2 separate regions of the Pan troglodytes genome follow, and region 2 is linked to region 1. Evidence: chromatin contacts called from public Hi-C data. All regions are on one chromosome and are shown on one strand. The core of a region is the stretch at or near the end of the contact, and the rest is flanking DNA. Distances in the headings are between cores, read along the strand shown.

What was found. Hi-C and Micro-C count contacts between places; a contact is called where the count stands out from the background.
Region 2: a Hi-C map of induced pluripotent stem cells shows a contact between it and region 1, with 2.5 times the contacts expected there. The contact joins the enhancer-like site here to the promoter of SUSD2 in region 1. A contact is called at or near these places in 2 of 7 Hi-C or Micro-C datasets (induced pluripotent stem cells and stem cell-derived neural progenitor cells).

What each region holds. Positions count from the first base shown.
Region 1 is chr23:26,147,771-26,153,838 of NHGRI_mPanTro3-v2.0_pri, forward strand. It overlaps SUSD2 (sushi domain containing 2), which reads left to right and starts at 1,779. Exons shown (of 15, transcript XM_016939814.4): 1 at 1,779-1,937; 2 at 3,399-3,609; 3 at 3,837-3,988; 4 at 4,478-4,645; 5 at 5,109-5,283; 6 at 5,437-5,638; 7 at 5,829-5,914; 8 at 6,004-6,068. The coding sequence starts at 1,862.
Region 2 is chr23:26,197,893-26,203,134 of NHGRI_mPanTro3-v2.0_pri, forward strand. It overlaps GGT5 (gamma-glutamyltransferase 5), which reads right to left. Exons shown (of 12, transcript NM_001280452.1): 2 at 5,032-5,162; 3 at 4,656-4,751; 4 at 3,981-4,176; 5 at 3,209-3,366; 6 at 2,542-2,688. Among named protein-coding and RNA genes, the nearest start is that of GGT5, 14 kb to the right of the region's middle. Within about 2 kb of position 2,194, at least 2 of the 24 cell types and tissues checked have an H3K27ac peak or open chromatin away from gene starts, as enhancers often do. A contact at or near this core is called in induced pluripotent stem cells, where this site is marked.

The DNA of each region.
Region 1 (6,068 bases), core at 529-3,028:
CCACCCAGGTGGAAAGGCGTAAAGGGCTGGGCACCGCCCTTTTGGAACCAGAGGCTTGGTGGCCCCAGATGGGTCTGGCTGAACCCGCCTTTCGGGGGGCTGAGATAAGCCAGCCCCAGTTACTCAGCTGACGCCCCCTCCCTGCAGGGCCTGGGGTATGGAGCTTCCCAGACTGCACACCTAGCCTCTACCGCACTTCCATTGTCTCCAGACACGCGCAGCAACGGTGCCCAGGCCAGAAACAGGAAGCAGCAGCTCTCCCTCCTCCAGTTCCCGGGAACTGTCTCAGCCGATCCCCCAGCACCCCTCCCTGGAGCCTCACCTACAGGAGGACGGACACCTCAGACCCTCCCCTGCACCCAGTGCTGTAGGGAGCAACTTCAGCCCTGGGCCTGGGATGAATGCCCTCGCCAGCCTGGGGCCAGGAGACAGGCTCTCCCTGGCTCAGCACCTGAGCGTCCACTTACAGGACACTCACCTGCAGAGGTGCCCTGAGCGCCATTGTGGGTTAAGGGACTTTCTCCCCTCTGGAAACAGTCCCTGAGAAGCTGAAGGTCTTGGGGGCCTCTCACCAAATGTCTTTGGGAGGTGGGAAGACATCAAATGCGGGTGTGGCTTCCCTGGAACAGCTCTGTGTGGGGACTCAGGAGCCAAGTCCCCCAGCACACGCCTCTAACACTTTCAGTAGGGGCCACCTCTCTGGAGCCACGGGTGGCTGCCAACACCCTGTGGTTCCCAGCAGGCACCACCCAGGCAAGAGAGAGAACAGGCCGGGGAACAATGGGCTGGCTTGGCCGCAAGCGCTGGGGCAGATCACAGACCAGATGGCCTAAGCTCATGCCCTGGGGCCAGCTCTGACTCCCTGCAAGTGTGGCAAGGGTCCCTTTTGGACACCTTGAGAAGCTGCAGCTGGGAGAGGACCACCCGCCTGTCTGGATGTCCAGCCCAGGTGGCAGGGCCCAAATGACCAGTCCCAGGCCGCAGCCCTTACCACCCGCCCTGGCTGCAGGAGCTCCCAGAAGCCACCAAGGGCCTGGCTTGGCCTTGCCTGTCTGCATCTGAGCTTCAGTTTCCTCATCTGCTCAAGAAGGGAGGTGAACACTGATTAAATTATGCAAACTCTGAGCGGCAGGATTAGGTGTGGCTGGGACAGCCAAGGCTTCCCTGGGTGGTGGCATCTCTGGAGCCCGGGGATGGGACCTGTCTCCCTTCTGGGCCCCCCGCTGGGCTTGGGTACCTTCTCTCCCCTTCCTCCTTCCTCCCTCCAGAGGGGACCCCTGCAGAGCTGCCTCCGCCCCAGGGCTCAGCCTGTGTCTGACCCAAACAGCTCCTGCCTCCCCCTGAGGATGAGTTGGGTGCACCTCCTTCCTGCAGGAAGATGAGGGCTAGAGATGGAGGTCAATGTCAGGGCCACAGAGTCTGGAATCCTCCCTGGAGCTAAAACAGCCCTGCCTTATTCACCCTGCGCATCCCATCCTCTGCTTCAGCCCCGCCCGGCTCGCCCTGCATGCAAGGCGGGGCTGGGACCCAGGGTCTGAGCTTCGGCCTCTGGACATCCGGCTCATCGCCTGCCAAAGGTCCTGCAGCTGGAGGCTCCGGCCTCCTCACCCTCCCACAGGGTCCCAGGGCCGACCCAGGCCTGCGGGCCAGGAATGTGCTAACGGGGCAACTTGGGCCTTGCTGGTCCACGCAGGCACCTGTGGACTTTGAGAGGGGACTGGGTGGGGAGGGGCGGGGAGGGGCGGGGCGGGGCGGTGCCGCAGAGTGCAGGGCGGGCGGGGCCAGGCCAGCAGGGAGTGAGCTTGTCTGGCCGCCTCGCCTCGGAGCCACTGCACTGCTGGCTGCAGACACAGGCTGCACCATGAAGCCAGCCCTCCTGCCCTGGGCCCTGCTGCTGCTGGCGACAGCCCCCGGCCCGGGCCCCGGACCCACAGCAGGTATGCCTCCCTGCCCTTCTGTGCCCCCGTCTGTCTGTCCATCTGTCTGCAGCCAGGCCTGGGCTGACATCCCTCTGGGCTCAGCCTCTGTCCATCTGTCAGGCCATCTGTGGCTGTGCTAGGGGTGATGGGAAGAAATTCTGAGGGTCCATGTGGAGGGGCAGCCCATGGGGATGGGAGGTCTGAGCCGGGCCCACCCTAAACCTGCTGGTAGCTAGGAGGGAGGCGGGGGAGACCAGCAGAGGCCTCCGCCTGTGTCCCCAGCCCTGACAGGGCGGGATCACGGAGGGGGAGCCAGGATTGTGGGTCCTCATCAGGGTGGGGCTGAATCCAGGAAAGTCTAGGGAAGGCCCCGAACTCCAGAACCAGGACACTGGCCCCAGGCTGCCCCCCGCCCCCCACCCCATTTCCCATCGACCCTCCTGCCACCACTTAGCTCACTTGCAAGCATCTCTCGGCCTCCTCCCCCGACCCCTGTGCGCCACCAAATCCTTGGCCAATACATATTTATTGTTGCTTTTAAGTGCCAGGCACTGCACTTGGTGAAGTGGGGCCAGCAGGGTGGCTCAGGCCCAGGCCTGGCCCTCGACTGGCCTCTTTTGATGGGGGACGGGGAAGGGCCAGGGAAGTGCGATTCCAGCCTGGGTGCATGCACCCGCCCCAGTCCCTCCCTGCAACCCTTCCTTCATGCCAGCCCCTGGAAATATGGCCTTGCCCACCGGTCTTATGGCCCACAGGAGAAGTTTTGGGCCCGGTGCCCACAGCCCCTTGTGGTGTGCACCCCCACTTCCCTTTCCCCACTGCTGGGACCCCTGCTTGAAATGTCCCTCCTCTCCCCAGAAAGGAGGGGAGCGGCCCTGGCCTTCTGCCCTGAGGGCAGAGCTGTCTTTGGGGTCTCAATTGCAGCCCCTGGGAGAGCGAGAAGTGTCACGTTCAGACCCTGCACCATTCCCTACCAGGCCTCAAATGAGACTCTTGGCAGCCATATCCCCCACCCCAGTCCAGGCAAGCAAGAGGGGTTCTTCTGCAGGCTTCAGGGCCCCCAGAAGGCGTGCTGACCACAGACACCCTGGGGAGCCAAGAGAGGTCGAGGGCTCTGGCTACCGTGGCCCACTGAGGACCCCTGCCTGTGGGATAGAGGACTTGGTGGCTGAAGGGCAGTCGTGCCCAGGGGCTTCTCCTGACCCGCAGGGCTGAGCGGATGCAGCTTTTTGCCTCTTCTCGCTGCATTCTAGCCTGTCAGTCAGGGCAACAGCCAGATGGTCTGTGCTAAGATTCATCCCATCCCCACGGGCCCTGTGGCTTTCTACCGTGTCCACGTGGTGGCCTGTGCAGTTCCTGGTCAGCATTCTCCTGGGGATGCTGCTGTCTAATGGGTTGTGGGAGAAACAGACAGGCCCTGCACATGGGGCAGCCAGTCCAGCACCCGCCGGGCCAGGCCCTCAGCATCCTCTCCTCCAGATGCCCAAGAGAGCTGCTCCATGCGCTGTGGCGCCCTGGACGGGCCATGTTCCTGCCACCCGACGTGCTCTGGCCTTGGCACCTGCTGCTTGGATTTCCGGGACTTCTGCCTGGAGATATTGCCCTACTCAGGCTCCATGATGGGCGGCAAGGACTTTGTGGTGCGGCACTTCAAGATGTCCAGCCCCACAGACGCCAGTGTGATCTGCAGGTTGGGAGGCCCAGGAGGCCGGGCACTGGGGCCCCACGCCCCCATCCCTGTGCATGCTGAGGGCTCAGACCCACTGACTGGCTGAGTGGAGCCCCTCGGACCCCGGACAGGCAGGAGGGCACAGGGACAGCTGGCTGGTTGGGTTCCCCAGGGAGGTTGGGGGCCCAGACCATTGAGAGGCTCAGCCTGCAATGACCCAGCCCCTCCCACCACCACCACGCCCACAGGTTTAAGGACAGCATCCAGACCCTCGGCCATGTGGACTCCTCCGGGCAAGTGCACTGTGTGTCACCTCTGCTCTATGAGAGCGGCCGCATCCCCTTCACTGTGTCACTGGACAACGGCCACTCCTTCCCTCGTGCGGGCACCTGGCTGGCTGGTGAGCCCTCCTCCCTGCCCACAGCCTGCCCCCACGGGGACTTTCCCCAGCGCTAATCTATGCACACCGAGACTTGGCCCGTCCGTGCCCTGCCTCTCTGGCTGAACCAGTCCCTTGGGAGGCCTGCCCGCCTGCGAGAGTTCCTTCAGCTCCTTTCCACTCCCTGGCATCCAGACCACGGTCCCAGCCCAGAGTGAGTGGGAGCTGCAGGGGTCCCTAGAGAGGTGGGCCAGTGCCTATCCACTGAGCTCCGCCATGCCAGGGCAGGGGAGAAGCCAGGTGGAGGCTAGAGGCGTGGGCAGTGGAGGGAGGGCAGGCCCCTGCCTCTCCGGCCTCAGCGTCCTTTTCTGCTGTGCGGGCCAGAGAGACCATCACCCAGCTGCTGCCATGCATTGGCCCTGGAGGCTCCCACAGCCCTTGAAGCCTCAGGGCCTCCTCCCTGCTTCCCTGGGCCCAGGCCCTCACTCACCCCTCACCTCCCCTGCCCAGTGCACCCCAACAAAGTGTCAATGATGGAGAAGAGCGAGTTGGTGAATGAGACGCGTTGGCAATACTACGGCACTGCCAACACCTCAGGCAACCTCAGCCTGACCTGGCATGTCAAGTCGCTGCCCACGCAGACCATCACCATCGAACTGTGGGGCTACGAGGAGACAGGTGAGGCCAGCTGAGGGCTGGGGTGGCATCCAGAGCTTTGGGCCTCCAGAGGGGGAGAAAGGGGGTCCCAGCTGTGTGGGAGGAGGAGGGGAGTTTCCAGGTGGGGTTGAGGAGGGAAGGGAATTCCAGGCGGAGATTGAGGATTCGGATGGAGGGAAGTGCAGGTCAGGGGGGTCAGGCAGGTGGGAGGGGGCAGCTCATGGGGCCTGGCTCCCAGGGAGGAGGCTCATGAGGAACCCCTGCACGGCTGGCATGGCCCTGGGCCTGGCTTCCAGCAGGGACAGGGATCCTGGAGTGTGGCAGGAGGTGATGGTCACCCAAGCCGGGGTCCCTGCTAGAACAGCCCCTCCTAAGGGGACCGCCTGGCGGTCCATCCACCCATCTGTCAGGCTGCTGTAGGTGGCAAGGCCTGGGGCCAGGCCTCGAAGGAACCCCAGGGCTAACCAGGCATCCTCTCCCTCAGGAATGCCCTACTCACAGGAGTGGACTGCAAAGTGGTCGTACCTGTACCCCCTGGCCACACACATCCCCAACTCCGGCTCTTTCACCTTCACCCCAAAACCTGCTCCTCCCAGCTACCAGAGATGGCGAGTGGGTGCACTTCGGATCATCGACAGCAAAAATTACGCAGGGCAGAAGTAAGAAGGCATGGAGGTGCAGGTGATGGCTGGAGGGCCTCGCCGCCTGAGGCCCATCATGCTTGCCTGGGCAGCCCAGGCTGGGGGTGGGGAGAGTGGGGCGACCATGGGGTGGTGTGGGCTGGCCCAGCTCCAGCATCATCACCTCCACAGGGACGTGCAGGCGCTCTGGACCAACGACCATGCACTGGCCTGGCACCTGAGCGATGACTTCCGAGAGGACCCTGTGGCCTGGGCACGAACTCAGTGCCAGGCCTGGGAGGAGCTGGAGGATCAGCTGCCCAACTTCCTGGAGGAGCTGCCGGACTGCCCCTGCACCCTGACCCAGGCCCGGGCTGACTCCGGCCGCTTCTTCGTGAGCCTCCCATCAGGGCCCAGGAGAGGGGGTGAGGGGTTAGCCTCCCCACTGAGGACAGCACCAGGGGAGGCAGACAGAGGTGTCCTGGAGGGTGGGGCTGGGGTCTCAGGGCCCCTGCAGGGTTGGCCTCAGGGAGGGGATGACAGAACCCGAGGCCACTGGGTGACAGCCATCTGCTGCTCTGCAGACGGACTACGGCTGTGACATGGAGCAGGGCAGCGTGTGCACCTACCACCCCGGGGCCGTGCACTGTGTGCGTTCTGTGCAGGCCAGGTGAGCCCCCAGACTGGGGCCGGGATGGGGATTGGGGTCAGGGGTGGGCTCCCAACAGTGGCCTGGCCCTGACTCACTGGCTCCTGCAGCCTCCGGTACGGCTCAGGTCAGCAGTGCTGCTACACAGCGGACGGGACGCAGCTCCTGACAGCTG
Region 2 (5,242 bases), core at 944-3,443, 51 kb after region 1:
GCCGAGGCAGATGGATCACCTGAGGTCAGGAGTTCGAGAGCAGTCTGGCCAACATGATGAAACCCTGTCTCTAATAATACAAAAATTAGCCGGGCATGGTGGCACACATGGGTAGTCCTAGCTACTCGGGAGGCTGAGGCAGGAGAATCGCTTGAACCGGGAGGCAGAGGTTGCAGTGAGCTGAGATCGTGCAATTGCACTCCACTCCAGCCTGGGTGACAAGAGCAAAACTCCATCTCCAAAAAAAAGAAGGAATGATATAATGGGGCCCAGCATGGTGGCTCACACCTGTAATCCCAGCAATTTGGGAGGCCAAGGCAGGCAGATCACCTGAGGTCAGGAGTTCAAGAGCAGCCTGGTCAACACGGTGAAACCCCATCTTTACTAATAATACAAAAAAAAAAAAAATTAGTTGTGGTGGCAGGCGCCTGTAATCCCAGCTACTTGGGAGGCTGAGGCAGGAAAATCGCTTGAACCCAGGAGGCAGAGTTTGTAGTGAACCGAGACGCACCATTGCACTCCAGCCTTGGCGACAGAACGAGACTCTGTCTCAGAGGAAAAGAAAAATGCTCTAATGGACTCTGGGAACTCAAGGGGAAGGGTGGGAGGGGAATGAGGGATAAAAGACTACACACTAGGTACAGTGTACACTGCTTGTGTGATGGGTGCATCAAGATCTCAGAAATCACCACTAAAGACCAGATGCGGTGGCTCATGCCAGTAATTCCAGCACTTTGGGAGGCTGAGGCAGGCAGATCACTTGAAGTCAGGAGTTTAAGACCAGCCTGGCCAACATGGTGAAACCCCATCTCTACTAAAAAAATAAAATTAAATAAATAAATAAATAAATTAATTAATTAATTAACCAGGCTTGGTAGCGTGCACCTGTAATCCCAGCTACTCAGGAGGCTGAGACTGGAGAATTGCTTGAACCTCAGAGGCAGAGGTTGCAGTGAGCTAAGATCATGCCACTGCTCTCCAGCCTGGGCCACAGAGTGAGATTCCATCTCAAAAAAAAAAAAAGAAAAAAAAAGAAATCACCACTAAATAACTTTTCCATGCAACCGAACACCACTTGTTCCCCAAAAACTAATGAAATAAAAATAAAATAGCCAGGCAGAGGTGGCTCACGCCTGGAATCCCAGCACTTTGGGAGGCTGAGGCAAGTGGATCAGTTAAGGTCAAGAGTTCAAGACCAGCCCGGCCAACATGGTGAAACCCCGTCTCTACTAAAAAGATAAAAATCATCTGGGCGCGGTGGCTCATGCCTGTAATCCCAGCACTTTGGGAGGCCGAGGTGGGCGGATCACCTGACATCAGAAGTTCAAGACCAGCCTGACCAATGTGGCAAAACCCCATCTCTACCAAAAATACAAAAATTAACTCGGTGTCGTGGCAAGCGCCTGTAATCCCAGCTACTTGGGAGGCTGAGGCAGGAGAATTGCTTGTACCTGGGAGGCAGAGGTTGCAGTGAGCTGAGATCGTGCCATTGCACTCTAGCCTGGGTGACAGATTGAGACTCTGTCTAAAAAGAAAAAAAAAAAAGGAAAAAAAGAAAAGATAAAAATCAGCGGCGTGTGGTGGCCCATGCCTGTAATCCCAGCTACTTGGGAGGCTGAGTCAGGAGAATTGCTTGAACCCAGGAAGCAGAGTTTGCAATGAACCGAGATTGTGCCACTGTGCTCTACCCTAGGCGACAGAGCAAGACACCGTCTCAATAATTAATAATAATAATAATAATAATGCAATGAAAAAAATAAAATGTACAATAAATTATCATTGATTGTAAACAAAAAAGTTATATAATCTTCCTCATTTTCTCTTTGAAAACTTTTGTCTTCCTTCACCTCCCTGAATACACACATAGTTTACCCTAGCATGGGTATTCCTACCGCGATGCCTACTCTGGAACAAACATCATTTTCTTTGAGAGCCTTGTTCTGTTTTTTATTTAGGTCAACAAGGCAAAGAACAGATTCTCCCCTGGAGCCCCCAACGGAATGCAGCCCTGTGGACACCTAGATATCGGGCTTCTGGCTTCCAGAACTGTGACAGGACACATTTCTGTTATTTTAAGCCACCAAGCTTGTGGTGATTTGTAATGGCAGACACAGGACACTAATATTAAGCCAGCGCAGGCAGCCCCAGGCCTCAGCACTGCCAGAACCCCCCTGCAGGCTGCCTTGGGCTAGGCTGGCTTCGCTCCCCCAGGTGCACGCCCCTGACAGGCAGCTCACCACCCACACAGCCCACCTGCTTCTGTGTCTGGGACTGGTCACCCAGTGGGAGGAGGACTCTGGACGAATGATATCACGCCCTTCAGCAAAGCCTCACGTATGTGTCGAGCTGGAGGCCAGCTCTAAAACCCACCATCCTGATTGGTTTCCACAGCTCTGTCTTCATATTGTGCATCTGTGAACCCGGTTTATGGAGGAGGAGGCTGAGCTGGGCCTTGGCTGGGCTTGGGCTTGGAGTCTGAGTTCCCGGGGGCCGGGGGTGCGGGGGAGGGGGTGGGCGCCAGGGCTCTGGGCAGGGCTTTACCTCTTAGCACGTTGAGGATAAAGCTGAGAATGGCACCCCCTGCAGGCGGCGGTGGTGAGTACAGGGTATAGTCCCCCAGGGGCACCTCCAGGGCGTCCACCACCTCGGGCTGGAACTTGGCCAGGTCCTGCAGCGTCAGCTGGCTCCCTGGGATGAGAAGGAGAGGGCTCCATGAACAGATGGGAAACTGAGGCAGGGAGGAATAGCCACTGCTGTCAGGTCACACAATGGGATTCCACTCATGCTTTTGCCTTGTGGACACAGGATGATGGTAGGTCTGTAGGCAGTGGCCTCAGGACTGGCCCCTTGGGGCCAGGCGTGGAGGGGTGGACAGAGACCAGAGGCAGGGAGGCTGGGGAAAGGAAAGGGAAGATGGGAGAGGGAGCTGGCTTATGAGAGCCTGTGAGAATGGTCAGCTCGGCTACCCAGACCTGCCGTGACCATCGGTAACGCCCCTCTGCTGGCCCTAACCCGCAGGCTCTGCTCTCTGAGGTCCTGGACCACAGGGGTCCTTGGGCCGGCAGAGCTAGGTGCATGGCCTCTCGGGGTCCCGGGCACCGCCTGCACTCCCTCAGGGCCTGGGAAGGAGCCTGCCCTCAACCCCCAGTGCCCAGAACTTGGCTCTTCCTCCAGCAGGGATGGGGTATGGAACCTCAGGGAGGCTGACCTTCCTTGGCAATGTCCTCCACCAGCATCTGGCCCAGCCTCCCCGTGTAGAAGACCTCCACGCCCTCTGTGGCCACGGTCTCCAGGGTGGTGGCCAGTGCAGGCCATGGGAGTGGGTCCTGAGGCCTCAGGGGTTCTGTCCCGTTGAAGAAGAGCTGGCTGGGGGGTGGGGGGAGCCTCAGGGTGGGGCCAGGTCCCAGAGGCAGCCACACTCTTCCGGGGCTCTCATGGGTGGAGTCCTCAGGACCCTACAGTGGGGGGCGCCCTGGCCCAGGGTCCCGAGGCACTGGGGTGGACACCGGGGAACTGATTCTCTAGGAGGTGGTGGGACTGACACCACTCACCCAGCTCATGGCCCTGGTCCAGGGAAGGCAAATTTCCCAGTGGGGCCTGGGTCCACCTAGGGCCTGTCATCTCACTCCTGGGAGGGCCTATCAGTGGGCTGGGTGGGGAGGGTGAGAGTGGCAGTTGAAGCCCTCCTGCCATGCCAGAGAGAGGGAGAAGGAGGCCGGGGCCCCAGGGCGGGTGGCAGAGCCCAAATCCACACCTTGGAGTCCTATCACTTGGGCAATAAACTCCCCGCAGCCTAACCGCAAGTTAGGCTCTGCCATGGGGAGCTGGAAGGGCCATGAAAAGTACTCTTTGTCCTGGCCAGCACCCCGAGGGTCAATCCTCCGGTGTAAGAGGGACTGAGGCAGAGCTGGGGTGTGGACTGGGCCCAGACAGGATATGGCCTTGAACCCAGGAACCCAGGGCCACCATGTGGGGCTCACCGCAGGGTTGACGCCTGCAAGGAAGGCCGCAGGAAGCTGTTGTGCAGGAAACGGCTGAGGACAGGGGCCACCACATGCCCCCCTCGGAGCAGCGCGATGGTGGGCTGGAACAGCTGCGCCCAGGGCAGGCGGCCATGGCGGCGGTGGGCCTCGGCATAGCCGCGGAGCTCCCCGGGCACCCCGATCCACTGGGCCCCTGCATGGCACATCCCAGCTCTCAACCCTGTGGCTTCCAGGCCTTCCCAGGTTTGCCATCACCCCTACATGTGGCCCCCCAGTTACAGCAGCCAGAGTGAGCTTTCTGGAGCCCACACCCGATCACGTCCCTCCCTGCTCAAATCACCTGTGGCTCCCCACAAAGTCCATGGCCAAGCCCAAGGGGCCCTGCACAAACTGGCCCCAGGAGCCCCACCCTGCCCCGCCAACCCATCTCCACTGAACCCTCCAGGCCTTTGTCCAGCCTGGTCCCTCTCCCTGGATCACCTCAGAGAGCCCGTTCCCAAGGGGGACCTTCTCAATCCCTGCAGGTTGGGGCTGGGGGTTCCCCACAGGCTCCGTGTCCCCCCGTGCCAGGGAGTCACAGCCTGTCCGTGAGGCGCTGCTCCTTTGCGGGGGTGTTCTGATTAGTCCTAATGGCCTGGGGGGTGGGAGTGGGGGACCTCCATGGGGCGTCACCTGTGCCCAGTGGCAGAGCCTGTGCACACTGGTCCAGCAGGCTCGGGGCGTGGCTGGCCGGCACCGTCTCCCGGGCATTGATGACCTCCACCTTCCCTGGAGTAGGGCAGGGCAGGTGAGCGGTCATGGACCCTGCAGACAGCCCCTGGCCTGCTCTAGGCCTCAGTTTCCATCTCTGCATTATGAGATGGACTCTGGGCTAACACAGGGACAGGAGTTGACACAAGGGCTTTGCATAGCTGAGGCAAATGGGGCAGGGCAGGGGGCCCAAGAACACCCAGAAACGGGCTTGAGTTGATGGGACTGGCTGGAGAAGGGGTTACGCAGTGGTGTGGACAAGCCCATCTTCCCCATGGCAGTTCATATGTGGGCCCACCTGTCGTCACATTGTAGATGGTGAAGATGACCCCTCCGCCCAGGCCCATGCTCTGAGGGTTGACGACGCTGGTGCAGACCAGAGCTGCGATGGTGGCATCCACGGGTGAGCCCTGCTGCTGGAGGATGGCTCTAGGGGACATGGCACAGAGTCGCTGTGGGGCTCCCCTCCCCCTGCCTCCCCACCAGGCTTGCTCAGCTGGCACTCATTG